Regions from separate parts of the Mus musculus genome. Here regions 1, 2, 3 and 4 are each linked to region 5. The links are chromatin contacts, called in public HiChIP or PLAC-seq and promoter capture Hi-C maps. All regions are on one chromosome and are shown on one strand. Each heading gives the region's core, a stretch centred on a gene start, on an enhancer-like site or on the middle of the called end of the contact. The rest is flanking DNA. Distances are from core to core; before and after follow the strand shown. Region 1 overlaps Gm35125 (a long non-coding RNA gene). Region 2 overlaps Gm19696 (predicted gene, 19696). Region 3 overlaps Thada (thyroid adenoma associated). Region 4 holds the start of Haao (3-hydroxyanthranilate 3,4-dioxygenase). Region 5 holds the start of 8430430B14Rik (RIKEN cDNA 8430430B14 gene).

Evidence for each region. Promoter capture Hi-C pulls out the DNA fragments that hold promoters and counts their contacts. HiChIP or PLAC-seq counts read pairs in DNA pulled down with a chosen protein or histone mark.
Region 1: a contact with region 5 is called in an H3K27ac HiChIP or PLAC-seq map of embryonic stem cells, with 7 read pairs. The contact joins the enhancer-like site here to the promoter of 8430430B14Rik in region 5. A contact is called at or near these places in 2 of 15 datasets of contacts at CTCF or cohesin (CD8 T cells and the NIH/3T3 cell line), 2 of 484 Hi-C or Micro-C datasets (embryonic stem cells and urothelial organoids), 17 of 115 datasets of contacts at active chromatin or transcription factors (the HPC-7 cell line, the SCID.adh cell line, bone marrow-derived macrophages and 6 more) and 1 of 9 other capture datasets (embryonic stem cells).
Region 2: an H3K27ac HiChIP or PLAC-seq map of epiblast stem cells shows a contact between it and region 5. The contact joins the enhancer-like site here to the promoter of 8430430B14Rik in region 5. A contact is called at or near these places in 1 of 15 datasets of contacts at CTCF or cohesin (the NIH/3T3 cell line), 4 of 484 Hi-C or Micro-C datasets (CD4 T cells, the HPC-7 cell line, bone marrow-derived macrophages and 1 more), 11 of 115 datasets of contacts at active chromatin or transcription factors (the HPC-7 cell line, the SCID.adh cell line, double positive thymocytes and 8 more) and 1 of 9 other capture datasets (embryonic stem cells).
Region 3: a contact with region 5 is called in an HNF4G HiChIP or PLAC-seq map of pancreatic cancer cells. The contact joins the enhancer-like site here to the promoter of 8430430B14Rik in region 5. A contact is called at or near these places in 2 of 484 Hi-C or Micro-C datasets (CD8 T cells and bone marrow-derived macrophages), 8 of 115 datasets of contacts at active chromatin or transcription factors (the HPC-7 cell line, acute myeloid leukemia, double positive thymocytes and 4 more) and 2 of 9 other capture datasets (adipose tissue and liver).
Region 4: a contact with region 5 is called in a promoter capture Hi-C map of pre-B cells, with 2.9 times the contacts expected there. The contact joins the promoter of Haao here to the promoter of 8430430B14Rik in region 5. A contact is called at or near these places in 1 of 39 promoter capture datasets (pre-B cells), 1 of 115 datasets of contacts at active chromatin or transcription factors (effector CD8 T cells) and 1 of 9 other capture datasets (liver).

What each region holds. Positions count from the first base shown.
Region 1 is chr17:83,864,274-83,866,973 of GRCm38.p6, forward strand. It overlaps Gm35125 (a long non-coding RNA gene), which reads right to left. Exons shown (of 3, transcript XR_877036.3): 3 at 265-1,581. Among named protein-coding and RNA genes, the nearest start is that of n-TIaat17, 3.7 kb to the left of the region's middle. Within about 2 kb of position 1,323, at least 14 of the 459 cell types and tissues checked have an H3K27ac peak or open chromatin away from gene starts, as enhancers often do. A contact at or near this core is called in the NIH/3T3 cell line, embryonic stem cells and pancreatic cancer cells, where this site is marked.
Region 2 is chr17:84,147,598-84,150,297 of GRCm38.p6, forward strand. All of the region lies in intron 1 of Gm19696 (predicted gene, 19696), which reads right to left. Among named protein-coding and RNA genes, the nearest start is that of Gm19696, 7.5 kb to the right of the region's middle. Within about 2 kb of position 1,429, at least 216 of the 459 cell types and tissues checked have an H3K27ac peak or open chromatin away from gene starts, as enhancers often do. A contact at or near this core is called in the HPC-7 cell line, the NIH/3T3 cell line, bone marrow-derived macrophages and 6 more, where this site is marked.
Region 3 is chr17:84,235,979-84,238,678 of GRCm38.p6, forward strand. The region is part of intron 31 of Thada (thyroid adenoma associated); the gene reads right to left. Among named protein-coding and RNA genes, the nearest start is that of Gm36279, 45 kb to the left of the region's middle. Within about 2 kb of position 1,348, at least 42 of the 459 cell types and tissues checked have an H3K27ac peak or open chromatin away from gene starts, as enhancers often do. A contact at or near this core is called in acute myeloid leukemia, adipose tissue, liver and 1 more, where this site is marked.
Region 4 is chr17:83,845,447-83,848,146 of GRCm38.p6, forward strand. It overlaps Haao (3-hydroxyanthranilate 3,4-dioxygenase), which reads right to left and starts at 1,344. Exons shown (of 10, transcript NM_025325.2): 1 at 1,191-1,344. The coding sequence starts at 1,270.
Region 5 is chr17:83,997,291-83,999,990 of GRCm38.p6, forward strand. It overlaps 8430430B14Rik (RIKEN cDNA 8430430B14 gene), which reads left to right and starts at 1,262. Exons shown (of 2, transcript NR_130994.1): 1 at 1,262-1,415.

The DNA of each region.
Region 1 (2,700 bases), core at 73-2,572, 130 kb before region 5:
GACCAAACAATCCCATCAAAGTCCAAAGTCCACTGGCAAACCAGTGGGTGTATCTGGGTTCCTTGTGGCACTGTTGTCTTAGTTAGGGTTTTACTGCTGTGAACAGACACCATGACCAAGGCAAGTCTTATAAAAAACAACATTTAATTGGGGCTGGCTTACAGGTTCAGAGGTTCAGTCCATTATCATCAAGGTGGGAGCATGGCAGTATCCAGGCAGGTATGGCACAGGCAAAGCTGAGAGTTCTATGTCTTCATCCAAAGGCTGCTAGTGGAAGACTGACTTTCAGGCAACTAGGGTGAGGCTATTAAGCCCACACCCACAGTGACACACCTATTCCAGCCAAGTCACACCTATTCGTACAAGGCCGCTCCCTGGCCCAAGAATATACAAACCATCACTACTGTGGATGGCTCAGAGGCAAACTAACTGTACAGTAGGGTCGTAGGCCCTTGTCCACTCTGCCACAGGGCAGAACTCAGAGAGTTTGACTGTGCTTACCCCATGCCAGGGCAGGTGCTGGGCTGTAGGGAGGCATCGCTCCAGGGTGGGAAAGCGCAGTCTGAGATGTGAGAAAGCTGGAGCTGGTTCAGGGGTCCCTGGGCCTGAGACAAGGCAGAGGTAGAGGGGTTCTCAGGCTCTTAGACATCCAGGCGCCCTGGGAGTTGCAGAAGAGAGGTGTCCAGCCCGTAGTGGAGGGTGGGTGAGGGAGGGGAGCTCCAACTTGTCCCATGGGGATGATTGTCCTTAGCCTGGCAGCAAGCTTGGTGGCAGTTGTGGCTGGGAGCCCAGAGAGGCCTTCTCCAGGAGACTAGGCTGTGGCTCTGTAGGCGAAGGCCTTCTTCATGGCACCCCACAACAGGCAGATCTTGATGAAAAGAGTCAGTCCATGGTTCTAAACAGTTTATTGTCATGGTGGAAAATGAGTGTGTAAACCGTACCCACTTCTCAGGGTGGGCCCGAGATTAAATGCCTTTTGCCAGAAGGGATGTCTGGGAAGGGAAAGCTCATTGGCTGAGCCCTCTGGGCCTCTAGGTACCTCATTAGAATGGAGAAGTCTGTTTGGGGCCTACATGACCGTAGGACATGTTTCTTTTATGTGAGAAGCATGGCACATGTTTCAAGTCAGGAGTCTAGCAGGGAGCTGGAGTCACCTGAATCTCAGACTCTAGACTTGCTTTATCTTCCCAAACTTTCTGGAGTGGTTTTACGTCCCACACCCACCTCAGCCTGACTGACAATGGGCTATTGCCCTGGGGCTCTCTGGGAAAGGGCAGGAAGTCAGTGAGTCCGGCCCCTCCCCTCAGCAATTGTGACTACGCTTGAGCAGTCGTACTCCTTGGGCTATGGACAGGGCCTTGGGAGGCTTATGCGTCCCAGAGGCTTCCCGAGACAGCTCAGTTTTGTTCATTTCTTGGGTCTTACATCCCTCCCGGAAGGGATGTTTCAATTCTGAGGAATATTTGCTCCACCACAAATATTCTTCTGAGATATGCATCTGCCCCTTCTGCTTACAGTTGGCATGGACAGTGGCTTCTCGAAGTACTTTCTGGTCAGATAGGGAGCAAAACTAGATGTAACCTAGAAATCCAAAGTAAAATATCTTTATCAAAGAAAAGAAGCAAAGGGCAATCAAAGCAAAGAAGAAGAGGAGGGGGGGGGAAGGGAAGTCGAAAGGGGAGGAGGAGGAAGAAGAAGAAGAGGAGGAGGAGAAGGAGGAAGAAGAAGAGGAAGAAGAGGAAGAGGAAGAAGAGGAAGGGGAAGAGGAGGAGGAGGAAGAAGAAACCCTTAACGGATTAGAATATATGTAGTCCGACTAATTTTACAGTGGTGATAGTAGGGATTCTTAGGGTTTTGTGAGCAATGAAATCAAGAGTGTGAAATGGTTCAGTAAGGTAAAGAATGCTTGGTACTCAAGTCTGGCAACCTGAGTCTGACCCTGAATTCAAGGCAGAAGGAGAAAACCCGGGCTCCCAAAAGTCATCTGAGCTCCATAGGAACACCGAGGCACATGCATGCCTCTCTCTCTCTCTCTCTCTCTCTCTCTCTCTCTCTCTCTCTCTCTCTCGCTCTCTCTCTCTCTCTCTCTCTCTCTCTCTCTCACACACACACACACACACACACACACCCCTATACATACATACATACATACATACATACATACATATTGAGTTTTGAGTGTGGTGGTCTGAATATACTTGGCCCATGGGAAGGGGCACTATTAGGAGGTGTGGCCTTGTTGGAGTAGGTGTGAGCTAGTTGGGGGAAGTTTGTCATTTTGAGGTCCTATGCTTAAGCTCCACCCAGGGCAGAAGAGACCCTCCTCCTGACTGCCCGCGAAGACAGTTTCCTGACGGCTGCCTTTGGATCAAGATGTAGAACACTCAGCTTTTTCTCCAGTATCATGTCTGCCTGGATGCTGACTGGAACACCAGGCTTTAGTTGGATAGGTGTTTCTTTGGGCCTTTGGAAAAGCCGCGCGTGGCGGCCACACGGTGGCACTGCGTCCCCGCCCCAGAAGTTTTTCCTTACAGTGGGGCTTAGGCCATTGATTGGGATTCCATCCTCAGCCTGCAGGGCTACCTGGGGCCCCTCTGTATCTTTAACATGGACTCAGACCATTTTTTCCCAGCATTCCCAAACACAGCACCAGGGAAAGCAGAGAGCTGCTCCCACACACTCTGTTAGCCAAGCATAGGC
Region 2 (2,700 bases), core at 179-2,678, 150 kb after region 5:
TGTGTAGCTCCGACCTGGAACTTGCTAGAAAAAAAAAAAGCTGGCCTCACACTCATAGAGAGCCATCTGCCTCTGCCTCCAGCGCTGGATTAGAGGTGTGCACCACCCACCATGTCTGGCTTTCATGGTCTTAGACAGGGTCTAAGTTTCTCAAGCTCCTCTTGAATCTTCCTGCCTTGGCCTCCCAGAGAGCCCAAGCCTAGCTAAGACCCAGCTCTGTCTAGAAAACCTCCTGACCCTCAGGCCCCCCGGGGACCTCTCTGTACAAAGTGCAGATAAGGCTCTGTCAGGTTGGGGCTCTATTGTTATCTGTTCTCACAGCTGGCTCTCCGGGTCCTGGGCCTCCCCAACGGCCCCATCTCCGAGTCTGACTCAGTGGCACCCCAGGAAGCTCTGCATGAACGAATCAATGTGCTCTGTAACTTAGTCAATTCCCTCTGCCCTGCTGTAGCTGAAAGAACATTCTCTCCTGGGTAACTGGGAAGAAGTGGCTGGCCTATGGGAGGTGCAGGGCAGGGCACCACTGGGGTGGCTTGTGGCACCTGCTATTGTCTAAAAGATTCGCCTGGAGTATCCACATTGAGGCATTTGTGCTATGTCTTCACGTGGCTCTGATGGAGACCCTGGGACTACATGAAAAAGCATGGGGGCTTGACAACAGAATTAATCATTATTAATTATTATTTAGTATATAAACTATATTATTTATATTATTATTGTGGTTGTGGTTGTTTGAGACATGGGTTTGAAAACCAGCCTGGCCTCAAACTTACACCTGCCTCTGCCTTGCCAAATACTAGAATTAAAAGAGCACCCCCATCCACCCAGCTTGGAAATCTTTTTAAGAAGTCTTGGGGGATGGGTGTCTGGCTTGCATGAGATCCTACATTCCATCCCCAGCACCAAGTAATAAGTAAACAAATACACGAATTAAATAAATATAAACAGGAAGTCAGCTTCCCATTAGGGGCCGGGGCCAGTGACCCTCCTGCAGGACCTGTCCTTCTCTAAGTGGTCTACAGCTGTCACCCACAGCCCTACTCAAGTCCCACCTCAACTAAAGGGGCTCAAGGCATCACCCAGCAGGGCCTGGGACTGGGGCCCGGGATGAATCCTGGCTAGCCACCCACCTCCAACTGCGGTGTTGGCACTCACCAGCCACAGGGTTTCAGGTTTCAGTGTTTTCCTCTCTAGGGCACTTTCTATTTTTCAATACTTTTCCTATCACAGCCAAATAACAGAAAAAGGAAATTGGTTGAACCTCCTGAAGACCAAGGGTTGTGGGGTGGGCAGTGGGGGCAGAGCAGGACAAGCGAGGCGATAGGCCAAGCTAGCTTGGGAAAAGCTGGAGGCCAGGGTTGCTGGGTACCACTCCCCCTCCCTGCTCAAGCTGACTCACACCCCCTTCTCCTTCCAGGGCTGACTCATTGTTTCCCTCAAACAGCAGGCCTGCCAGGCCCCGTTCCTTCTTAATGAACAGCTCCAGAGCCTGCTGGATGACATCCTGGCCTGCCAGGCCCAGAAGCAACTGAGTTCTCTCTGCCTGCACCCACTTCTGGAGGGCAGTCGCTTGTTCCCTCAAGGGGCCAAGCCCTGCACAAGCTTGAGAAGAGAGGGGAGCGGGCAAGGTAGCGTCCTGGGAACAGTCATCATCTAACCAGGCTCAGGCTTCTCAAAGATTGGGGGTGGGGTGGGGCATGGTGACCAAGCAAGACCTAGGCTCCCCATCTGTAAAATGTTGGGATAATCACCCTACATCTTAGAGGTGTTTAGTGAACCAATGACTTCACCTTTATCCCTTTGCATGTGCAGGGTGCATGTGAGCATGTGTGTTCAGATTAAGCCTTGTGTTCTGCACCCGGGGCTACATCCTTTTATACTGAGGTCTCCTGTAGCCCATGGCCTTGACTTCCTAATCCTCCTGGTTCCACCTCCCAGGGTGCTGGGATTACAGAATTACATCACCACCCCCAGTTTTAATCCTACTTATTTTTTTTTTTTTAAAAAGCTATATGTAAGTATGTTACCGTTGGAGGAAGAAAAGAACGGTCTGTGGGGAGCTAGTGTTAAGTAAAACACACCCAGAACCCCAGGCCAGGATCAGAGGGGATATTCGGCTGTGGGGGTGGGGTGAGGGTGAGGGGCTCCCCCAGGTCTCAGCAGGCCCAGCTCCTTCCCTCAGCACCCCTCAGTGAGAGCATTGACGGTTCCCAGCAGGATCTACCCCAGCCCCTAAACCCCTTTTCTCATGGAAGCTGTGCTGGGCAGTCCTCTGGGGAGCTAGGCGCCAGCTCCAGCTGATAACCTGCCCACCTGGGCCACTGCTGAAGAGACCCAACCCAAAGGTTTCCATCCAGGGCTTTTTGAAATTTCAAAAATGATGGGCCCATGGAGATGGCCCCGTGGTGGGGGAGGGGAGCCCAGTTGCGGCCCCCACTCCACCCTAACAGCGAGTCTAGGCTCACTGTGTGCTCATCTGAATCGGTGATCAAAATTGCTGGAGATTCACCTCAGCAGAGGTGTGCAGGCCTGGCATGGCTAAGGCCCCCCACCCCCACCCCCACCCCCACCCCCGTGGTCCAATCCCTAGGATCACCAGAAAAGCAAAGGAAAAAAAATGAGTGGGATTCCTATGTGATTTCTCCGGCTGGAGTTGTCAATCTGAATTGGGCTGGATGGTTCTGGCAAGTTAGCGCCCAT
Region 3 (2,700 bases), core at 98-2,597, 240 kb after region 5:
AGCCATGGTCTCACTGAAAGGACCAAGTCCTTGTTTGATTGGCCCCACTGTATTTGTATGAGGGTCAGATGGCTTTGGCAATCCTATTTTGCATAGACATTTCCAGTCTTCCCTGTTGGGAAGTGTTCACATGTCCCAGTATGGTCAGCGCAGTCACTCAGGACTGTGTTACTGAGTCTCACACTCGATGTGTGCTCATCTTCAGATATGGCTTTTGTTTGTTCTTCTAAGCAAAGCGTATTTCTGGTCTTTAAGATAATGACTTAATGGCTGGATTCATACGGAAGGAACTACCTCCTGCTGTACTATGACCTTTCTCATTGGAGAAACATATTATTGGGTTTGGTGGCTCATGCCTGTAATCCTAGCACTTTGAAGGCAGAGGCAGAAGGATCCCTGAGAGTTCAAGGCTAGCACAATGAGACTTAATCTCAAAAATATAAAATCAAGTCCTAAGTAATAGAGCAGTCAGTTTTAAGTTACCAATTTAAGAAAGGTGTTTTTATTTTAAGTGATGTGCATATGTGTATCTGTCTGTGTCCAAGGAGGCTAAAAGTGGGCACCAGGTCCACAGAGCTGGAGTTAAAGACACAGTGCACTGCCAGAGGAGGGTGCGAGGAACCACACTCAGGTCTTCTGTAAGAGCAGCATGTGTGGAGCGGCTATGAGCAAATCCCAAGGAGACTTACTATATTCCTTTGAGGCTCCCTGCCACTGAACTTCAGAGGCTCTTATTCCACTTGACCCTGTGTGCTGCTCCCTCACCTCAAACTGAATCTGTCTTCTGCAAAGCTCTGAATTCTCTCATGCGGCTAGGCCAATACAAGTTTGCAGATTGGCTGGGGATATGGCTTGGTTGTTAGGGTGTTTGCCTGCCATGTGTAAGTTCCTGAGTTGGATTCCCAGTCCACATACTCTAGGTCCTGTACTCCTGTCATCCCAGCACTGAAGCGGTGGAGGTAGGAGGATCAAGTGCTCGTGTCACTTGGCTACAGAGTGGGTACACGGCATCCTGGGATACACAGGACCCTCTCCTGCCAAGTGAGCAGATACAGTAGTCCTAAACTTTCACCCAGCATTCCTTAAAGGAGGGGCTAAGAAAGTCTCGATGTGCAGTGGGGTGTCCCACCTTCTCCCAGGTCAGTGAGAGCTACAACCGAGCCAAGTGAAGTTCTTATCTGAACTGGGTCTAAAAATAATCAGCTGATAATTTGTACTCTGCAAATGTTAATGTCTTGTTATGTAATTTCTCAGTAAAAAAAATACTTGTACAGAAAAGGAAACCATAGGAACTACAACAACAAAATCAGCTGATTTATTAATTTTTGGCTTTTCCTTATCAAAGGGAAATTCCATTCTTCTGTTTAATCCAACGCCTCTCCCAGTAAAGCTGTGATCCTGACCCCAGAGGCCCTTCCAGTTACAAACATGGAGAAGCTGGGAGAGGCCCTGGAAACAGGTCTTCTCTGAGCTGGTCTTGGCCTGCTCTTTCTTGTCAGATTTGTTCCTGGTTCTCTGACACCCTTCAAAGAGGTGTCCATCACTTTCCCCTGTGTGCTGGACAGTTTTATGTCAACTTGACACAAGCTAAAGTCATCTGAGAGAAGGGAACCTCAGTTAAGGAAAACCTCAGTTAAGGAAATCTGACTGTAGGCAAGCCTGTAGGGCATTCTCTTAATTAGTAATTGATAGGGGAGAGCCCAACCTATTGTGGGTGGTGCCATCCCTAGGCTGGTAGTCCTGGGTTCTATAAGAAAGGAGGCTGAGCAAGCCATGGAGAGCAAGCCAGTAAGCAGTATCCCTCCGTGGCCTCTGCATCAGCTCCTGCCTCTGTTCCTGCCCTGTCTTAAGTTTCTCTCAACTGTCTTCAATGATGGACTATTATGTAGAAGAGTGAGCCGGATAAACCCTTTCCTCCCAAGCTGCTTTTGCTTACAGTGTTCCATCGCAGCAGTAGTTACTCTAACCAGGAAACTCTGGTTGTCAGAACGTTATGAGAATCATGCATCTCTCCCTCATCCTCCCAAATATCAGTTTTAGGCTGGCATGGAACTCACTATGTAGCTGAGGATGGCCCTGAACTTCAGCCCCTCTTGCTTGCATTTCAAGTGCTCGCATTACAGGCCTATGCACCAGGCTAGCTCAGGGGCAGGTGTGTTTAAGCAAAGAATCCTTAATGTGCTGGTGGGGACGGACTGAGGATGTCTTTTAAGTATACTATTTGAAGAACACCTTCTTAAGCCATAAGCTGTGAGCTCAGCCCTTCTAACTTGTGAATCAGAAGATTACAGAAGGGAAGGGATGAGTGCATGGGGGGGGGACTACAATTTCTAACTACTTCCCTCCAGTTCCATCCCAGCAGCCTTTACCCAACACAGGGAGCCAATCAGGAAACACTGCAGATAAACACAGGACGAACTAAAGACACAAACATGCAGTTATTTCCCAACATAGTCTGCTTCTGCTTCTTCAAAGAACTGCACCACAGTGCAAGATTTGGAGGGGATTTGCACCACCATAAACCCTAGCACCTGCCACCCTTTGATTGACCTATTTCCCACAAAGGATTTTAGGCCTCTCTGATGTTTCCAGGCAACAGGAGACACCATGAAAGCACTCTGAGGACCACACCTGGATAGACAGGCTCTTTTTAGTACCTTGGTCGATTTCTGTTGCCTTACCAGCATCGAGAGGGACTGG
Region 4 (2,700 bases), core at 94-2,593, 150 kb before region 5:
GGGCAGGCAGTTGCTTCTAACCAGGCTGATGTGGACTGAATCAGAGAAATGCCCACGGGCTTGGAGGGAGGAAGGCTGGGAGGAGTGAAAATGAGAGACAGCAGACAGGGAAGACGTGGAGAAGAGAGACAAAAATGGTAAAGCTCCAAACAGGAAAGCAGCAGTGGCAGAAGAGAGGAGGCTCGGGGGGGGGGGGGGGCTGTCCTGGTTAGCTACGGGGGTATTGCGCAGTGACCAAGAGCATGCGTGGACTTTGTAGTCAAACTCTTCCTGGGCTTGCTCATGGACTCTGTCCCCCTCTAGTTCTGTGACATTGGGAAAGTTACTTATTAAATCCCAACTCATGGGGGGCTATGTGAGAAGTCAAGGAGACGATGTGATATACTTGGCTAGTCTTCCCATTGGGGTGGAAATGTCTGGAGCCATTTGGGTTGGGACACTGCCCACTGGAAATAACTTATAGCCACACAGACACGGGGAGTTCGGGTCTGTGGAGGTGGTGCAAGAAGCTCTGCTGTGGAACTGAGGGAGGGGAGGGGGAGGGGAAGGAGGCAGTCTGTGCTGTAGTTAGAGGAGACTTGGGTGGGTCTGGTGTTTGTGTCCTGGCCTTGAGCCCTGAATTAAGAATCCCCAGGACTAGGGATGCAGCTCCGTTTGGAAAAGTGGGAGCCTAGCATTCACTGACTTCTTCCCTCAGCACCTCAGAAACAGGGTGTTGTGGCACTTGGGAAATAGAAGCAGGAAGATTGGGAATTCAAGCCCCCTCATCCAAAGAATTGTTCATCTGACTCCATAGCTTCGGGGTTTGCCAAGGGTTGAGGTGCTTGGTTCTAGGCCTCCAGGCCTTAAGTTCTAGTCCGGGGCATTGAACACCAGGTTCTCCCCAAGGTGCATGGGGGCAGTGGGTTGGAAAGGTGCTTTCAGCTGCGGAAGGAAGGAATGTCACACCCTGCCACCTCATCTCTCACAGCCTCAGAGACACACAAGCTGGTCTCAGAAGTCATGGCCACAAGTCTGTGGTCTCCAGAAAGAGGAACATACTGAGGTAGTGAAAGAAGAAACAGGTCGTTTTCACCCTCCCCAGAAGAGCACCAAGTGGATGGAACGCAAGGTTAGAGGGGGAGGGGACAGCTGAGGGAAGAGGAGTAAGAAAGAGGGTGGGTTGTAGTCACCGGGTGCTGGCGACTCACATAAGCTTGTTGCAAACCGGAGGCTGAAAGGAGGCCCGATTCTCTTCTACCCAAGACTTCACTCTCACACGGCGTTCCATGGCCGGCAGGCAGGACTCTTCTGCCCACAACGTGGTGGCCAGGTAATCGGGAGGTTGGAGTGATGCGATCTGCGACCTGCGATCTGCGCAGTCTCCTGTTGGCCACCTAGTTAATTAGGTTACCAGAGGTCAAAGAGCTGAGCAATCCCCTGCCACTCTGAGGGGGCAGCTCTAGAGTCTGAGACTACTTGCCCTGCCCCTGCACACACGCCGGAGCAGGGATCAAAGCCCAAGAACAGACCCGCCTCCTGGGACATGGCCAGCATCCTCCCAACACCTAGTTGCTCTGGACCGAAGCTGGACTCTGGTACCTACTGGGCCCATGTAAGATGCAGGACGCTGGGCTTTCAGCTTTTCGGGTTTCTTCTTCTGCCCTGCCTCTAAAGAAACATTGTGTTGGGAGAATAAAGGTTTGAAAATCGGAGACTTTGAGCACAAGGAGGACTGAAGGCAACAGGAGCACACAGAGGCCATCACAGGAGGCAATGAACAGGCTGCATCCAGTCTCCTCCGGAGCACGGAGGTCTGGCCCAGTCCTGCAGATGTGATTGGCTAGACCTGAGATACCCTGTCCTCACCTTGCTTTGCAGCTGAGGCCTGGTCCAGCTCGGCAGCCCTGGCGCCTAGTAGTAGTGGGCAGGAATGAGGTGTCCAGCACTGGTCTGAGTGAGCTCTTTACCCCTCCATGGGGAATTGAACCAGAGTCTTTAGTGTGCTAGGCAAACTCTGCCATGGAGCTTCAGAATGTCCCTGTCCCCTCACACGTCTTGTTTATATTTTATTATTTGGTTTTTGTTTTTGAGACAAGAAATCACTTTGTGACCCAGAATGTTGGGCAGGTTGCTATGTAGCTCAGGCTAGCCTCAAACTCTATCCTTCTACCTCAGTACTAGGATTACAGATGGATGTCACCATAAACCTACAATCCCCACCCTTGCATGTTTTAAGCCACCCACATGTGAAGACCTTTACAGGTGAAGATGGTCCTAGGTGTCTGTCTTATTTAGGGTTTTATTGCTGTGAAGAGACACCAAGACCTCTTATAAAGGACAAAGTTTAACTGGGGCTGGCTTACAGGTTCAGAGGTTCAGTCCATTATCATCATGGCGGGAAGCATGGCAGCATCCCAGGCAGGCATGGTGCTGGAGAAGGAGCTGAGAGGTCTACAGCTTGTTCTAAAAGAAGACAGGAGCAGTCTGTCTTCTAGGCAGTTAGGAGGAGGGCCTCAAAGTCCTCCCCAACCCCACTGACACACTTCCTCCAACAAGGCCACACCTCCTAATAGTGCCACTCCCCAGGCCAAGCACATTCAAACCCACCCCAGAGCCTGCCAGACTAGAGGCTCCTCAGCCAAGGTTGCCCTGGGGCAGGAAACGTAGGAGGAAGAGGGGAAGGCAAGGACCACCTACCCTCCAGGACTCACAATTCTT
Region 5 (2,700 bases), core at 12-2,511:
ACTGGAGAGTGTGGAGTAAGCCCCACCAAGTAGAGTTCCACACCATGAAAGAGTGTTGCAAATGAAGTTGGACAGGTCAGAAGAGATGTGTGAGCCAGGCAAGGGGCGTTAGAAATCAGTAAGGTCGCGCAGGAATTTAGTGAGGCATGAAGGAATCAGTCTTGTGAGATAGTAGGGTATCAGGGAAGGTGGTCCTGGAGGGGAACCTGGGTCCCCAGCTATTGCCTAGAGCAGAAACATGCCAAGAGGCCTTTAGGAGGAGGCACAAAGGTGTCAGCCCAACTCCTCAGCGGAAGATGTAGCGGAGCCCACCCTGCCCATCTCAGAGCGGCCCGGCTCCAGCGGCAGGCTGAGCCCTGCTTGCTTCTGGGAAAGAATTCTGGCCCTGAAGCCCCCGTCCCAATATTAGCTCTTACAAGAAGCCTTGAAGGAGGTTGAGGACACTGGGCTGTGGACACTGGAGGTCCAGTTGAAGACAAGAGACTCCCTTAGGGTGGCCGGAATGAGTGGAGCCGTAGAAGGCAAAGAGGAGGGAGGCGCCTCATGGTTTGCAGTTAAGCCTGCTGAGAGTCTTCTAGGCTCAGTCCATGCACTACAGTCCCAAACTGAGCATCTGTTCCCTGAGGAGCCTCCACGCCAAGTTCTCCAGTCCAATCTGCAAGGGGCACATTAGCCTCCCCAACAGCAGGTGGCGCCCTCCTGTTGAGATTAGATTTAGGAGCTGAGTTTTCTGCCCAGAAAACCTGTTGGGCAAGGGAGAGAGGAGCTGGCCTCCGGGGAGCTGGCCCCTGGGCGCTCACCTTATCCACCCACTGTAGCCCACTTACTAGTCTCGCCCTCGCTCTCCCTGCCTTTCACTTGGGTCTCGGTGCCCTTGTTCTTCATCGCTAAGGTCCTCAGGGCAAGTCTGGACTTAATGAACTTCACAAGCTAAGGCAACTCCAGGACCAGGATAGTGGGGGATGCAGTTGGCAGTGGAATGCCCCCACGGGGTCTTCTGAGCTCCCCTCACCTCCCAATGGCATTCCCCCTCAGGCCCTCAGAAGGTACTCCTTATGCCTAGCTGGGGTGTTTGCCTACGGCGAGGTGGCTCTGTCAATGAAGGACATCATAGACACCAGCATCTCTGTGCAGGGTGAACTGTGCCCACTGGTATGCCCATTGTCTCCTAATCTCCAGTCTTTAGTCCTAGAGGAAAAGCGAGGGGTGTGGAGGAGTCCCACGGGCCCCTCCAGCTCTCCTGGCACTCTGTTCACTCCCTACTTGTTCTGTCCTTGGAACTGAAGTCCCCCGACTTGCCAGGCAGAGCTGGCCTAGGCCATGCACCTGTGGTGCGCTGAAGGCTGGGCAGCAAGACATGGAAGCAGAGGGTGCCCAGTGCAGGAAGACCCTGGAAAGAGATGAGCACCATTAAGGTAAGATGTAGCAGACGGGACCCAGGCAGGAGGAGACCAGGATGACAAGGTAGGAAACTGACAGAGGTTCCTGAAGGAGGAAGAAGAGGAGGAAGGGAGGGAGGAAGAATTTTTAAGAACATTTCGAGGTGAGGCGGAAAACATAGAAGTTTGTGGGGCTAAGTGGTGGTGGGGCAGCCAGGGGGATTCTATGGCCCAGCACAAAGAAGACAACCGGTTTTGTAAGGAAGGGAGGAAGTGTTGGAACGTTAGAAGGGAGTGGCCGAGAGCTGTTATTGGAGGCAGGCACCTGTCTCTCCTCAACCCTGTGACAGACAGGTACGGAAACACCCTGAGCACCGCAGACCCTCATGCTACCAGCCTCACCCCGTGCAGCTCATAAAAGTGAAGCCGGAGCTCAAGAGCTTAACCCATCTCCCACCCACGTTCCCCCACCTCCAGAGCACCCTCCACCCTGGCGAGATAGCAGCCACCCACCCCACCTCTCTGCTGGAGTTGACAGGGTAATCAGTAACTGTTCACCAAGATGGTGTCTCAGCCAGACAGGGGGGCCTTTGTCTGATCCCAGCCCTGCTGGGAGCCCTCGCCTGGTCCTGAGTTTGCTCAGTATTAATCATTGACCAGCACCCAGGGTTACAGCCCCTCTGGAAGCTCTCAGGACTGGGGCCTTGGGTGTCCCACAGCTTCAGGCAAGGCGAGGCTGGAGTAGGGAAGGGACAAAGAGAAGGAGAGGGGAGGGCGCAGGCCCTGGGTGGGGCTCAAGGATATTCTACTACTACCTGTGCTTGCCCAGCCCGGCTTTCAGGAGAGGTCCCTTTCAGAAGGGACTGAAAATTCCCCCACTGGGCGCCTCGTCCTCTGGAGGAGTCAAAGAGGCAAATGCAATGTATGGATGAATGTTGCCCTCGAGGTGATGTGGAGCTCTCTGGAGACCCACATAGGTGTAGACCCCTCCTCTCGCCCCTAATGGAGACCAAGGAGTTAACTCACTATGTGCCAGAGGGACGAGGATGATGGTGAAGCTTGGCCAGGAGCAAGGAGGAAGGCATAAAGAGATACACATACCAAGAGCAGAGGTAGAGAGGGACACCTTCTATAGGAGCACACACTCCTGAACATGATCTCCGTTGACTAGCCTAATAGCTTATGCGCTAGGGGGCTGTTCTACGCCACGTTCACAAATTAGAAAAAGGAGACACAAGTCCATCACTTGTCCAGATCCCAGAGTTAGGAAAGATAGCAGTGACAGACTGTGTCCAGACCTAGGACCTTGGGCTGTGGTCAG